Regions from separate parts of the Triticum aestivum genome. Here region 2 is linked to region 1. The links are chromatin contacts, called in public Hi-C maps. All regions are on one chromosome and are shown on one strand. Each heading gives the region's core, a stretch centred on a gene start, on an enhancer-like site or on the middle of the called end of the contact. The rest is flanking DNA. Distances are from core to core; before and after follow the strand shown. Region 1 has its middle 29 kb from the start of LOC123069943. Region 2 holds the start of LOC123069944 (vacuolar-processing enzyme).

Region 1 (6,943 bases), core at 2,460-4,959:
AACATGGATGATCCTTTCGAACTTCCAGACCAGAATCTGCGACATTTGAAGAGTTTGTTCAAATGCATCAAAAATTCGGCGTCATGCAACTCAGGAGCAACCGAAGGAAGATCATGTTGAGTATCTATGGGCGATTAAAGGGGGCAACAATGTTGGAGTATAATATTTGAACCTTTTAAATTAAAACCACTACTGCAACATCTGAACTATTTTAGACTATATATGCGGCTATTTGAACGTGCGGAATTTTAAATATATTGGGCCGGATATATGCAGACGGTTCTGGATGGCCAGCTTTCGCGTCCATGTCCACGGACTGGTCCTCTCCAATCCATAGACGAATGTGGTGTCCATTTTGCGGGTTCGGCATTGGAGATGCCCTTACCCTAGTTGTGCTAGGCTTTACTGAGCCACCTCTACGTCGACTGCAACCTTCACCTTAATTTAGTACTCTAATCATATAATGTAGCGTATACTTCATGGGATGAGGATTTGTGACTCGGATCTGACTCACCCTAATATGAAAATAGTATTAAAAAATAACACAAAATTTCAGAAAAAACTAGAATTTTGTAATATCAAATATGGGTGCCCATTCTACTCTCATGTTTAGTTCTGTGAGGAATGGTGCCCGTGGTATTCTCGATAAAAAAAAGTCAAAAAAATTCTATATACCAAAAAAATTGTTTGGATGGATTGTATGACCGTATACCACGGGCATCCATTACTCACTAAACTAAACGTGGGAGTAGAATGGCCACCCATGTTTGATATCCCAAAATTTCATATTATTTAAAATTTTACTAATGTTTTTATACTATATTCGTATAGGGGTGTGTGGCATCTGAGAGCTCTCATGCATTTTTCATACTTCATACTATTATTTTGTTAGTCATTTAGATGGTCAAGAAATGACCAAAATATGAAGGGGTCCAACAAACCTGAACGGAGGGAGTACTAAGGGCATCTCCAATGGCAACCCGCAAATTTCCTCCCTGCATCAGATGCGGGAGGCCAACATCCAACGCTATCATGTATATGTCCGCCAGTAAATTCAATTCAAATGTGCTCGATCCACACAACGCGTCAGATCACCCAGCGCCGGACTGCATGCCCGATCACAACCAAAAAGAAGCAAGTATGCTTAGTTTTTACATGCTTGAATCCAAAAGAATATCAGTCTGGCAGTCCGTGCATTTCTGCCCCGCCGCACCGACAATCCCAGTCGTTCCCTCCTCCCTGGCCAAGGTGGTGTCGTCACCACCGCATAGACAACCTCTGCCCCCGCGTCCGCGTACGCTTTCGCAGCGTCCTCGCCGTCCGCCTCCGCCAAATGATCTTTCTACTACTGCAGCATCTGGTAGCGGATGGATTGCACGATGATTCTTGCGTAGGTATCCAAAGAGTCCACATTCAGAGTCAACATCTTGGCCTCCTTTGCATTGGTGGTGATCTTCACCTTCTTTTCCTCGAGCGTGGCCTTTCTCTCTTCGATCATGGTCCTCCTTTCTTCGAGCTTGAGCTTCTTGTCCATCGCCTTCATCAACAGTTTGAACCTCTTCGCCTTCTTCTACTCCTTGATGTCTGAGCTCCTCACGCATGCCTCCTCCTTCTTCGCCAAGATTTTCTCGAACATCTCCGTCAGCTTGGTCGCAGCACCTTCTCGCTTCGCCCTTTCCTCCTCCCACTTCTTCCCCATAAATTTCTTCTAACCTTCTTCGACAGTTCTTCGGTTGAGTCGATAGGGTCACCGGTTTCTTCCTCGTTGGCTTGGGCGGAGGTCTTGGCAATGAAAAAGGTTCCACTTCGGTTGCCCATTCAACTTCAACCAACAATGCATGACGGTGAAGGACTTCTTCTCCAACTTCTTGTACACCACACAAGAACGAGTAAACTACAAAGTGAAACATTATCGACAATGCATATCCATCTAGTGAGCTACAAAACAAACATGTCTCGCTAGTCATCAACAAGACTCAGCATATCCAGCTAGTGATCAACTAACTTGCTCGGTGATTTGTGCACCGCTAGGTCACCGTGCGATGAGATGCTTCAAGTGCCCGCAATACTTGGACATGACCTGTTGGATGGTGTAGCATCGATGTTGATGGACTTCCATTCATGGTTGCTTATGACCGCATCGGAGTAGGGCGTGAAATGATGTGTTCACAGAACCATATGTGAATGTTCCTCCAAAAGGTTGTGTCCTTTTGCTCCATGCCATGGATCACATCAATGCTAGTGGTCAACCATGCATCGCACAACAACTCGTCCTCCCGCATGTTAAAGCTTTCTCCGTTGCCCTTCTTCTTCGGGTTGCCACTTGTATCATCCGGATCATCGTCCTAGCCGTCCTCCTCCCCTTCCCCTCTGACTGCTATTGTCCGGCGGCCAAGTGTTGCTGTTGCTTTGTGCTATCGCCAGTGTGGGTGTAGGACTGTTGCCTGGCCGTCTAGGTGTTGGACTTCTCCTGCTGCTAGTTACCAGACTAGGTGGGATCCGAGTCTTCCACCTGCCTGTCCTCATAGCGCCCTACTCCTCCCTCGCCTCCGTCGTGGATGATGTCGAGCATCTCCCTGTCCGGGTTGTCGTACGTCGGCTCCCCTGCTCGAGGCATTATAGCGAACAGTGTGTGGGCACCCATCTGCCCCGCCCGCCATTCGTGCCCGGACAAGCTGTGACGAAGAATACTCGGGGAAGAGCGGCGCCGCATTAACGCTGACGATGTAAGGCATCGTACCGGCAGGGGTTCTGAGCTGCTTGGAGGCGTAGTAGTACAGAGGCTCGTAATGCTCCGGCCATGACAATGTCTGTATTGTGGGCGCGCCCGTCTGGCGGCGTTCGCGACGGCTACCTTGACCGCCTCGTCCACCACGACCTCGAGGCCCAACGCCGCCACCACGCACACCGGCGGCCAACCGCTTGTCGAGCTTCTCCTCCTTTGAGGCCTTCGCTTTGACGCGACGATTTTCCCGCGTAGCCGAGCTGATCTTCCGGGCGAGCATGATGCTCGGGTCCTCCGGCACCTCCCCGACTCCATCTCCGACAAGTTCTATGCGGCAAGGGTAGGAGAAAAGAGCGGGAATTGGGCGGAGAGTGGCGGGGGGTGGAAGCAGAGAGTGGGGGATTTTGACGCGAAAACGATGCGGGATGCTTCAAAAGCGCGGGCTTCGCCTTCCTTTTGGGTGGGCCGGTGGGGGGAGGTGGGGGGGGGGGGGCAGAGGTCGACGTTTCACATGTCAGGACTCTCGCAAAGCCTCCAACATTTGTTTTCGGTCGACGAGAAAAAACATGTCCGGACTATATCTCAGACCTATACATGATCATATTGGATGGCTTTCGTGGTCTGAATAGTACGGTATGAACGGATGCGGGTGGTTTGCGGGTGCCCGTTGGAGACGGTAGGATATATCATCATGCAATGGATAACAAATCTGTCTCATTTCGCCCGTAAACTGTACTACCGAGTCCTTGTCTATCTGTGGAGGTTCCTTTTTATTCACGACATGGAATCTGTGGAGGTTCCCACTTACGCAAGCAACAGTAGTCACGCTATCCAACCCGAAAATACTGCCAAGGGAAAAGACGAACAGAAATGAGAGAAAATAATAAATTAAAAAATAACCCCTCACTCAGTACTTCACGGTGACGGCGGCTGAAAAGGAAATGACACGTCACTGTCACCATCGTCAAAAGGCAAAGGATATCCGAGTGATGTCCCGGGTGACGTTTGGGGGTCCGATGGCTCATCGAGACTCTTCACCTTATCCATTCATCCGGTGGCGTCGAAACGGTGAGACATGAGACCAATCTCGGCCGCACACCTGAATTTCTTCCTGAATTTCTTGATGCCGACACGGCTGTACCCAGAAAACACTCTTCTTCTCCCGTGGTGTAATCTCATGCAAGCTCACCTGAAGAAGAAGAAATATCTCATGAGTGAGTGTGATGCCATCTTCGTATTCTTCTGCTGGACCGTCGGCCGTCCTGTTCAATCATAAATTACCGCAGGCGATCAAAGGTGGTATGTGCTCTTTTTTTTTAAAAAAAAGGGGCTCCCGGCCTCTGCATCAGCATGATGCATACGGCCATATTATTAACCAAACAAATAAGTTTCAACAAGGTCTCAAAGTCTTCAATAGCGAAAAGAGAAAAAAGGCTCACACAGAACAAAAAAGGCTAGAAACATCAACTAGCCAAAAGAAGGATGCCACAACCGGCTGGCTAAAAAGAGATAGAAAAACTAATTGTCTATCCTATTACATGACCGCCATCCAAACCGGTTGAAGATATCCCGAGCTACCGTCTCCCAGCGGATAGATCCGGTAACCAAAAGCTCCCTGGCCTCTGTCGGAGTGAGTAGCGACCAGGAACGAATCAGCGCCGTAGCTCTGAAGATAACCTGCAAAAAATGAATTCGTGTTGTCCTGTTAAAAACCAAATCATTCATGCAATTCCATAGCGCCCACACCAAGGCGCAGACTCCTACACGAATATGTCGCGCTAGCCCGGGCTCTATCCCGTTAAGCCACGTTCCAAATAACGTGTTGACTGAACTCGGTGGAGAAATATTCAAAGCAATATGGATTGTCCTCCATAAAACTTTAGCTAGTGGGCAATCAAGAAAAAGATGTTTAATCGTTTCATCCCGATCACAGAAGCTACACCTAGTAGGTCCTGTCCAATTACGCTTTGTCAAGTTGTCCTTGGTTAAAATAACTTGTTTGTGTAGAAACCACATAAACACTTTAATTTTCAAAGGAACTTTGACAGCCCACACATGTTTGGAACTAGGAATCGAGCTTGAATTGATCACATCAACATACATTGATTTAACTGTAAATTCTCCCGACCTAGTGAGCTTCCAGCGTAATTTATCGGGTTGTTGGGAAAGTTGAACATCCATCAGTCTCCTTACTAGATGCAGCCATTCTTCCCAACGATTGCCCACTAACGCCCGTCTGAACTGAATATTAAGGGGGATTGATTGAAATACCGTTGCAACAAAAATCTCACGTCGTTGAACAATACGATACAATGACGGGTATTGGATGGCTAGGGGTACCTCTCTGAGCCAAGTATCCTCCCAGAATCTCGTACTGGTATGTGCTCCTGGACGATGTAAAATTTGAAGCCCTAGAAATGATTTTATATATTAGGATGAAAGAGAGAAGTTTTTGGATACCGTAAGGCTGTTCCGAGGGCTCCACAATGTACAAGTGCTAAGAGCATCTCTAGCAGACCCTTAAATCGCCGACCCGTATCGCGCGTTTATAGTTCACGGAAAATGAGTTTTGCGGGTTCACGCAGGCTGCGGCAGAAGTGAATATTCGGTTAGCCCGCGTGAACCCGCAAAACGGGTGGTTTTCCAGAATTTGATACATATCTTGCATATGACAATAATATGAATTCAAATAACATAAAATGTGAAGATTATGAATCCAAATTACAATGATTATTCAAGTCACCAAATAAAACTAATAATTCAATACAACAATTAGTCCGAATACAACAATGACACCGATCACACATGAATTTAATGAAATGAATGTAAAATTGGTCGGTGCCTTTGTCAATGATGCTCAATGCCTTTGGTCATGCCTCTGCCAATGGTGCTCAATGAGGGTGGTGGGTGTTTGCATCTTCAATCTGCCGGTATGTCTTAAGGAATGCTTGTATGCGGTTAGGGTCTCTAGCTGGCTTCACACGGCTACCGACATTGTCGTAGAAGAACTCCAAGTTCAAGTCCCTCTCATCTTCGATGATCATGTTGTGAAGAATCACACAACATGTCATGATGTTGCTCAGGGTTTTCTTGTCCCAAAACGAGCAGGACCACGAACAATGGCAAATCTAGATTGCAAAACCCCGAAGGTTCTTTCTATATCTTTTCGGGCAGCTTCTTGCACCTTTGTAAATTTAATATGCTTTATAGTTTTGGGCTTTTAGATGCTTTTACAAATGTACACCAAGAGGGGTAGATACCATCTATTAGATAGTACCCCTTTGTGTACTCATGCCCATTCACCGTGAAGTTGCAAGCTAGAGCATCACCACTAGCAAGTCTAGCAAACAAATGACACCGTTACAACACATTGATATCATTAAGAGTACCCGACATACCAAAATATATATATGTCAAATCCATAAATCCTCGGATGCTATGTCCTCTAGCACAATTGTTGCATCACGAGACTTACCACAATACTGTCCGTGCCATGCCTTCGGGCAGTTTTTCCAAGTCCAATGCATGCAACCAAAGCTTCCTACCATGCCGAACCAACCTTGCTTCTCATTTGCTGCCGTCAACTTTATCGTGTCTTCCTCGTTGGGTGCACGAAGATAGACATGACCAAAGACTCGGATCATCACTTTGGCAAACCTACGCACTAACTCAATTGTATTATCTTCGCCAATGTGAAGATACTCATCGATATGCAATCACACGCATAGCTGCGGAGATTTTTTGGTAGGCGCTAAAGCCCAACAAGCCCGCGACGTTTCTCCTTTGAGTGAAAAATCGGCAATTGGCCTCACAAGCTTGCCCAATTTTTACAAGAGTTATCGGCACATTCGATACCTTCTGCGGAAGAGATGCGACGGATAGGTTGGATTGTCCATGAAGTAGTCTTGCATCAACATCATATTCCCGAGCTGGCGGTTGCGAGGGATGCAAGGACGGGCAACGATCGAACCTTGCCTTCTCTTGCGGTTGCGATCCTCCACCTCCTTCACGGCTAGGACCGCCACGACTATCTGCTGACGATGGCGCTCAAGCATCGATTCCACGTCCGAGCCATCAGACGAGGACGAATCCTCGAGCAAAAATTGCTCGCACGAGCTCAAATCCATCTAAAAAATGCACTGCTAGCACTACGTTCGTATTTACCCAAAGAGGAAGGGATGATGCATCACATCAATGGTAGGTATTTCCCTCAGTGAT
Region 2 (6,943 bases), core at 2,042-4,541, 850 kb after region 1:
ACCTAGTGTTGATGAGTATATTGTGTTTAGGAGTATCTATTAAGTAAGTAGCTAGCTAGTGTTGATGAGTAAATTTTCTATTACCAAAAAAAACATTTGCTGGCGTTGGACGAGCAGGCGTGCCAGAGTTATGATGAACTTAGTGTTGGCGCTGGAGTGATGATACGCCAGCACGATGTAGGATACTGCTGACGTGTCCTCCAATGCCACCACTACCTTTTAGCAATGGTGCCATATTAGTGGCGTCGTGTGTCCACGCTAGCAAGACTATTTTTGGCACACCATAGCTAGGCTTTTCTCCACTAGTGTCCCAACGTCACATGGTACAACACTTAGCAAGAATCAATGTCCCAAGGTAGTTGATGAGTGAGTGCAGATGAATGTCCAATATGCCTCTGCTATTGTATCCATCATGTATGCTATGATATGTACTAGACCAAATGTTTCTTATGCACTAAGTGCTAGTAGCAGGTACCAAAGTGATCCCGGAGTGGCTCATTGGGAAGTTGTTAAAAATATTCTTAAGTACCTCAGAAGAACAAAGGACACACTCCATGTTTATGGAGGAGATTAAGAGCTCATTGTAAATGGTTAAACCAATGCCAGCTTCATGACTGATATAGAGGACTATAAATCTCAAACGGGGTATGTTTTCACCTTTAATGGTGGTGCGATAGTTTGGAAAAGTTTCAAACATAAAACTGTTGCGGATTCTACGAGAGAAGCAGAATATATTGCGGCTTCAGAAGCTTCAAAGGAGGCATTCTGGATTAAGAAGTTTCTTGAAGAAGTTGGTGTGGTCCCAAGTGCGATGAACCGAATGGCACTCTATTGTGATAATACTGGTGTTGTTGCTCAAGCAAAGGAACTAAGATCCCACATGAAGACCAGTCACATCTAGCGCAAGTATCACATTATTTGACATCATGTCGAGAAAGGTTTTGTGAAGGTCCTCAAGGTTCACATGGATTTGAATGTGTCAGACTCGATGACAAAGGCTCTACCACCAGTGAAGCATGAGCAACATTGGGTATACCCGGTATTACTGATAATTAATTATGGATGAAAAAATGTTTTCGGTGATGTTAAATTAGACTGTTAGAGGGATTTTGTATTTAATTTAATACCAACGGGGCTAAAAAAGGCCAAGTGGTGGAGGAAGAATTGGGCCACCAAGGCCCAATAGGGGAGGTGCCCCCTCTTTCCTCCTAGGAGGTCAAATCGGGGTGGGGGGGGGGGAGGAGTCCTTCCCCCTTGACTGGAGCAAGGGGAAGTCCTCCCCCTTGTGGTGCCCCTCCTCCCCTCCAACATATATATACTTGAGGTGTTGAGCTCTTTTGAACACACAAGTTTTGGAACCTCCTCTAGTTCCTCTAGTTCTAGTTTATCCTAGTTGATCAATTAGAACTTGACCTAGATCCTCTAATTCTCATGATTAGAAGCCTAGTGTGGTTCTAATCTCCTCCCTCGAATTATCCGGTGACGATAAGCTCTGGACGGTGAAGCGCTGCCATATCGTGAAGACCGTACGCTTGCAACCAAGTAGAGCGGTCGTGCTTTCGATCTTTCGTTCGAGGGATTGTTCAAGGGTGGTTCGCGGGATCATCATCAACAGTTCGAGAGACTCAAAGTACGATCTACACCGACTCGTCTACTTTCGCTATACTCCGGAGTCGGTAACGATCGTTGACCAAACACTATATGCATTTTCATATTGTTCTTGGGTGTTCGTAGGGCGATTTTGTTTTCCTTTCTACTACGTTTCCCAACAGTCCCGAGCTGGTGGTCTTGGCTAGATGTAACAGGAAGTAGAGAAAGGCATGATGTTTAACCAGGTTCGGGCCCTCTCCAAGAGGTAAAACCCTAAACCCTGCTTGTTTGTATTGATTATGGATAGGGTACAAAGTATAGGATGATCTACCTCGAGATCATATGAATGAGTTCTAACTTGCCTAAAAAAAGACTTGCGGCTTATATAGACACCAGGGGTAGGGTTACACGTATGCCGGCTACATGTGGGGATAAACATGCCGATAATTTGAATATGGCTTGAAGTATACGCCAAATCTTGGAATGATTCCATCTTGAGTTTTTTTTGAGACAGCCATCTCGAGTACACCAAGGGCCATGGCTTGCATGACCCATTCTTCGTTTGTCGGTGGGTCCTTGGCCAAGCCCATGAATGATAGGCCGACGTGGTAAGCACCCCCCTAATCAAGGATACTGTCAACCTCCTTGCCAGTCTTATCATTTCCCTCCTTGTCGTTGCCTCCCACGACAAGCTTGTCAATCTGCATTGAACATATACATATGAACTAGTCCCGATCAAAAACGTACTACACGTATGAACAAGATCGTTCTAGACGGCTCTGACGAGGAGGAGGAGCACCAGGCGTTGAAGATGATGGCGAGGGCTTCTCAACCTGGCTGCTCTACAATGCCCCTCAAGGTGGACGACTACCACCATGAACTTTAGAGACTTACCTTCGACCTACATGCCGCTCAGCGTGCCCCATGCACCTCAACCCCGCCGCTAGGCTATATCCGAAGTGCTGATTAATTGATTCGAGGGTTTGTTCAAACCCTCGAAATTCCTACCCCGTGTGTGTGAATACCCTCGAATCCCTAATTGTAATCGGTTCAATTGGTCCTAGATAGAAGCCTAACCTTGAATCGAATGTGTGATCTACAATCAAGTATAAATCTAATGCGGCCGCAGGAAAATCGATGGTGTGTGATCTACAATCAAGTATAAATCTAACGCGGCTGCAGGAAAATCGATGGTACGGTAGGAACGTAAGGCATACCGCAATTGACGCGGAGGGCGGGTGAAACCGGTGCTCGTCGTGCGAATCTTGTGTTCTCCACCGATGAGACAGAAAGAGTGACAGAGGGAAGAGTGAGCGGTGGGAGGAGGGAAGAGTGAAGCAGTGGGAGAATGAGCGGTAGGAGGAGGGGGTGGCGCGAGTTACAACACCGTTTGGGGAACCAACACGACTTCTACCACGTGTCCCCGTGTGTGCAACTGTCATCACCCACATACGCCCCCTCGCATCCCTCGAATTTGGCTCGCTGAAAACGCTCGATTTTAGCATTCCTCAACAGCCAAGCCAACAACCAAAACAAAAATAAAACATGTATCTAGCTGGCCTGGTTGAGGTTGATGCAGGCAGCCAAACAGCCCTAGAGTGAACGGTATGTGCGTGTTAAAAATGGAAAACCCCACTTATTTACGACCAGGTCCCACCTACGACTACGAGCGCCATGTATATTGAATAAGAAAAGATACCCTGAGGCGCCGGCGCATAATAAAAGGAGACGTTGGAGGCTTTCCCTTTGCCCCAGCCCGAATTAAACCCCTCCTTCCTCCTCCCCCTCGCTTCTTCGCGGAATCCAAACCCCAAACACCAGCCATGGCGATGGCGTCCTTCCGCCCCCTTCCCCTCGCTCTCCTGCTCGCCGCGTGCCTCTCGGCGCTCGTGCTGGCCGTGGCGCACGCGCGGACCCCACGGCTGGAGCCCACCATCCGGCTGCCGTCGCAGCGCGCCGCCGGGCAGGAGGACGATGACTCCGTCGGGACCAGGTGGGCCGTCCTCATCGCCGGCTCCAACGGCTACTACAACTACCGCCACCAGGTGCGCACGCGCTATACTGCTCTTTGCTCGTTCGCATCTCCGCGATCCTCGATTTTCCGTTCCTGTTTTGTCTTCCTGTCGGTTAATACCTGGTGTGCATCGCCGAAAGAATAGGTTGAAAAAAAAAAGTTCCGTTTGCTCTTGCTGCGTGTTCCGGATTTTTTCCTCCTATTTTGTGTGGTTGATGATTTGTTGAGTAATCCGACCGCAATTGAACTATGATTGGCAAACCCTGTTAATATGATGATATTGGCGCGGTGCCATATCGCCGTGAGGCAAATACTTGGTTTAAGAACGATTTCGTGTGCATCTCATTTGGCATATGAACTGGAAACAAAATTAAATATCGTACGTACATATGAGATTTCCTGATTTTTGGGGCCTGCGTGTTTGTTGCGGGCTCCACCCACTGATAAGTGTATTATTGTACAACCCTTGTGGTTCCACCCACTAATAAGTACGGTTCCTGATGCTAGTATTTTGTCTATATATATAAGTAGTACTCTCTCCGTTCCAAAATAGATGACTCAACTTTGTACTAACTTTAATGATGTACTCCCTTCGTCGGGAAGATACATCTCCTTTTATCTATTTTGATGACAAGTATTTTCGGAATTTTCGGACGGAGGGAGTAATTAACTGCACTGGTCAGCCAAAATGATTTTGTTGTTGCCACGTAATGGCAGGCTCTATGAACACGATTTCAGTTATGTGTGTGTTTTGTACTTTTGGTAGTACAGTGCTACCATAAGGATGAAACTGGGAGGGGTTAGTGACGACAATGAAGTACTGTGTTTGATTTGTGGACTGGAATTTTGCACTTTGCAGGCGGATATCTGCCACGCCTACCAGATCATGAAGAAGGGTGGTCTCAAGGATGAGAACATCATCATATTCATGTATGACGACATTGCGCACAACCCGGAGAACCCGAGGCCGGGCGTCATCATCAACCACCCCCAGGGTGGAGATGTCTATGCTGGGGTCCCTAAGGTAATCATGTGTCTTCAAGGAAAATTTTCCAGTAATTGTTGATGTAGTAAAAATCTAAGATTGGTAGTTAGCCTTACTAGGTGCTACAAACTGTTTGATGGTTGCAGAAAAATGTGAATATGATATTCTACAAATTACACGAAGGGAAATTTCAATAGCAGTTTGCAAAATGATTGAATGTCTAAATTTCTATCAGTCTTTATGTTATTTTCCAATTGGTCGTGGATATGAAGAATGCCAACTTTCTATGTGATAACGTCAACGTCTTAATGGAATGAATCAATTCTAATGATCATGCATCCCTATCCACAATTTTACATCTGTTCGACTGAATATTTCTGTTCCGACTGTAGGACTACACTGGAAAGGAGGTTAATGTCAAGAACTTCTTTGCTGTCCTGCTCGGTAATAGAACCGCTGTGAGTGGTGGGAGCGGCAAAGTCGTGGACAGTGGCCCTAATGATCACATTTTTGTGTTTTACAGTGACCATGGGGGTCCTGGGGTCCTTGGTCAGTATTCAGAACCTGCCATTCTTGCGCTTCCTGTCTTTTATTGCCTTCTTTGGAGAATTTTAAATATCTGAAACCAGTCAGAACAGATATTTCGTATACATATATTCAAATCCAGATATGCACAATTAACTTATTAGTGTCATGGTTTTTTCATTCTGGTAAAAATTTCAGGGATGCCTACCTATCCATACCTTTACGGTGACGATCTTGTAGATGTCCTGAAGAAAAAGCACGCTGCTGGAACCTACAAAAGCCTGGTACCCCATCGCTCTTTGGTTTATTTTTGCTCTGCATGGTGTGCTGCTTGAAGCAATGGCCTGAGGTGTATAGTCATCTTATTTTGTAGGTATTTTACCTTGAAGCCTGCGAATCTGGGAGCATCTTTGAGGGACTTCTGCCGAATGACATCGGTGTCTATGCGACCACCGCATCGAACGCAGAGGAAAGCAGTTGGGGAACGTATTGCCCCGGCGAGTACCCGAGCCCTCCGCCGGAATATGACACTTGCTTGGGCGACCTGTACAGCATTTCTTGGATGGAAGACAGGTACTTTATTCCTCGTCTCTCCCTCTCTCTGGGTCCTTCTACCATGTTTTCCATTCAGACGCTAAAATCATGTACTGTTAAGGTCAGTTCGAACATGTGGCGCTCATGTCAGTTAGTACTTTCTGCTACCGTACAGGGTGTGTTATTTCAAAATGATTAACCAACTAGTACGGCACTACCTGCTATCTTTCTCTATTTAAGTAAGACGCTGGTGATACGCATGTGTTCTCTGAATGAGGGTGATATGCATGTGTTGCTTACTTTTAGGTGCACATGAATGACAAATACTTATGCTGTGTGCATAGCATGTGCTGTGGTTTTTACTGAGCTCTAAGCATGTGCTGACTATGTTGTCTTGTTTGGTCCCTTAACTACACAGAATAAATCTGATGTCAGGTCTGCCTGCCCGACTCACAGTCAACTCTTTGAGCTTGATCAAACCAAATCCTGCACACATGCAGGCGCACGTGCACACACACGCACGAGCGCACACGCAAGAGCACACACACGCACAGCCATGCACTATTGTTGCAGGGTGCAGTTCGGCTGAATACCATGCATTTAACTGGGCCAACTAGAGCTATTTTTCTGCTGGCTGTAAACTGCATCCTGTAGTAACAGACAACGATTGCAGGGCAAATCTGATGGCCATGGAGCTTTGGGGCTTTTTTCGCTGTTAATGCTCCATGTAGAAATAGCTGTAGCTGTTGCACACAACCATATTCTTATGAAATTGCAACAGAACATCACCTGTATGTACTCCTATCGGCTGTCATGGTAGTGATTGTTGCAGTTCACCATTTTATAGATGAACCCCGAGTCAAAATCCTTGGGTCATTTGTTTGAAGAGAACTTGTTTTTCGTTATGGTTCTTAGCCATTTTAGTTGTGCTCAAATAACACTGAACTTTCAATGTTGACAGTGATGTCCACAACCTGAGAACTGAATCTCTCAAGCAGCAGTATAACCTGGTAAGTACTTAAAACTTCAATTTCTTTTAGCTTAAATCTTGGAGCAGTTCTTTCCTAACATAACCTAATGGTTGAGCAGGTCAAGAAGAGAACAGCAGCTCAGGACTCATACAGCTATGGTTCCCATGTGATGCAATATGGTTCTTTGGACCTGAATGCTGAACATTTGTTCTCGTACATTGGGTCAAACCCTGCTAACGAGAACACTACATTTGTTGAAGATAACGCACTGCCATCATTCTCAAGAGCTGTTAATCAGAGGGATGCTGATCTTGTTTATTTCTG

What was found. Hi-C and Micro-C count contacts between places; a contact is called where the count stands out from the background.
Region 2: a Hi-C map of leaf shows a contact between it and region 1, with 4 times the contacts expected there. The contact joins the promoter of LOC123069944 here to the enhancer-like site in region 1. A contact is called at or near these places in 2 of 5 Hi-C or Micro-C datasets (both in leaf).

What each region holds. Positions count from the first base shown.
Region 1 is chr3B:374,284,977-374,291,919 of IWGSC CS RefSeq v2.1, forward strand. No RefSeq gene overlaps it. Among protein-coding and RNA genes, the nearest start is that of LOC123069943, 29 kb to the left of the region's middle. Within about 2 kb of position 3,710, at least 3 of the 8 cell types and tissues checked have an H3K27ac peak or open chromatin away from gene starts, as enhancers often do. A contact at or near this core is called in leaf, where this site is marked.
Region 2 is chr3B:375,136,790-375,143,732 of IWGSC CS RefSeq v2.1, forward strand. It overlaps LOC123069944 (vacuolar-processing enzyme), which reads left to right and starts at 3,292. Exons shown (of 9, transcript XM_044492933.1): 1 at 3,292-3,635; 2 at 4,464-4,628; 3 at 4,982-5,138; 4 at 5,313-5,398; 5 at 5,488-5,687; 6 at 6,610-6,658; 7 at 6,738-6,943. The coding sequence starts at 3,414.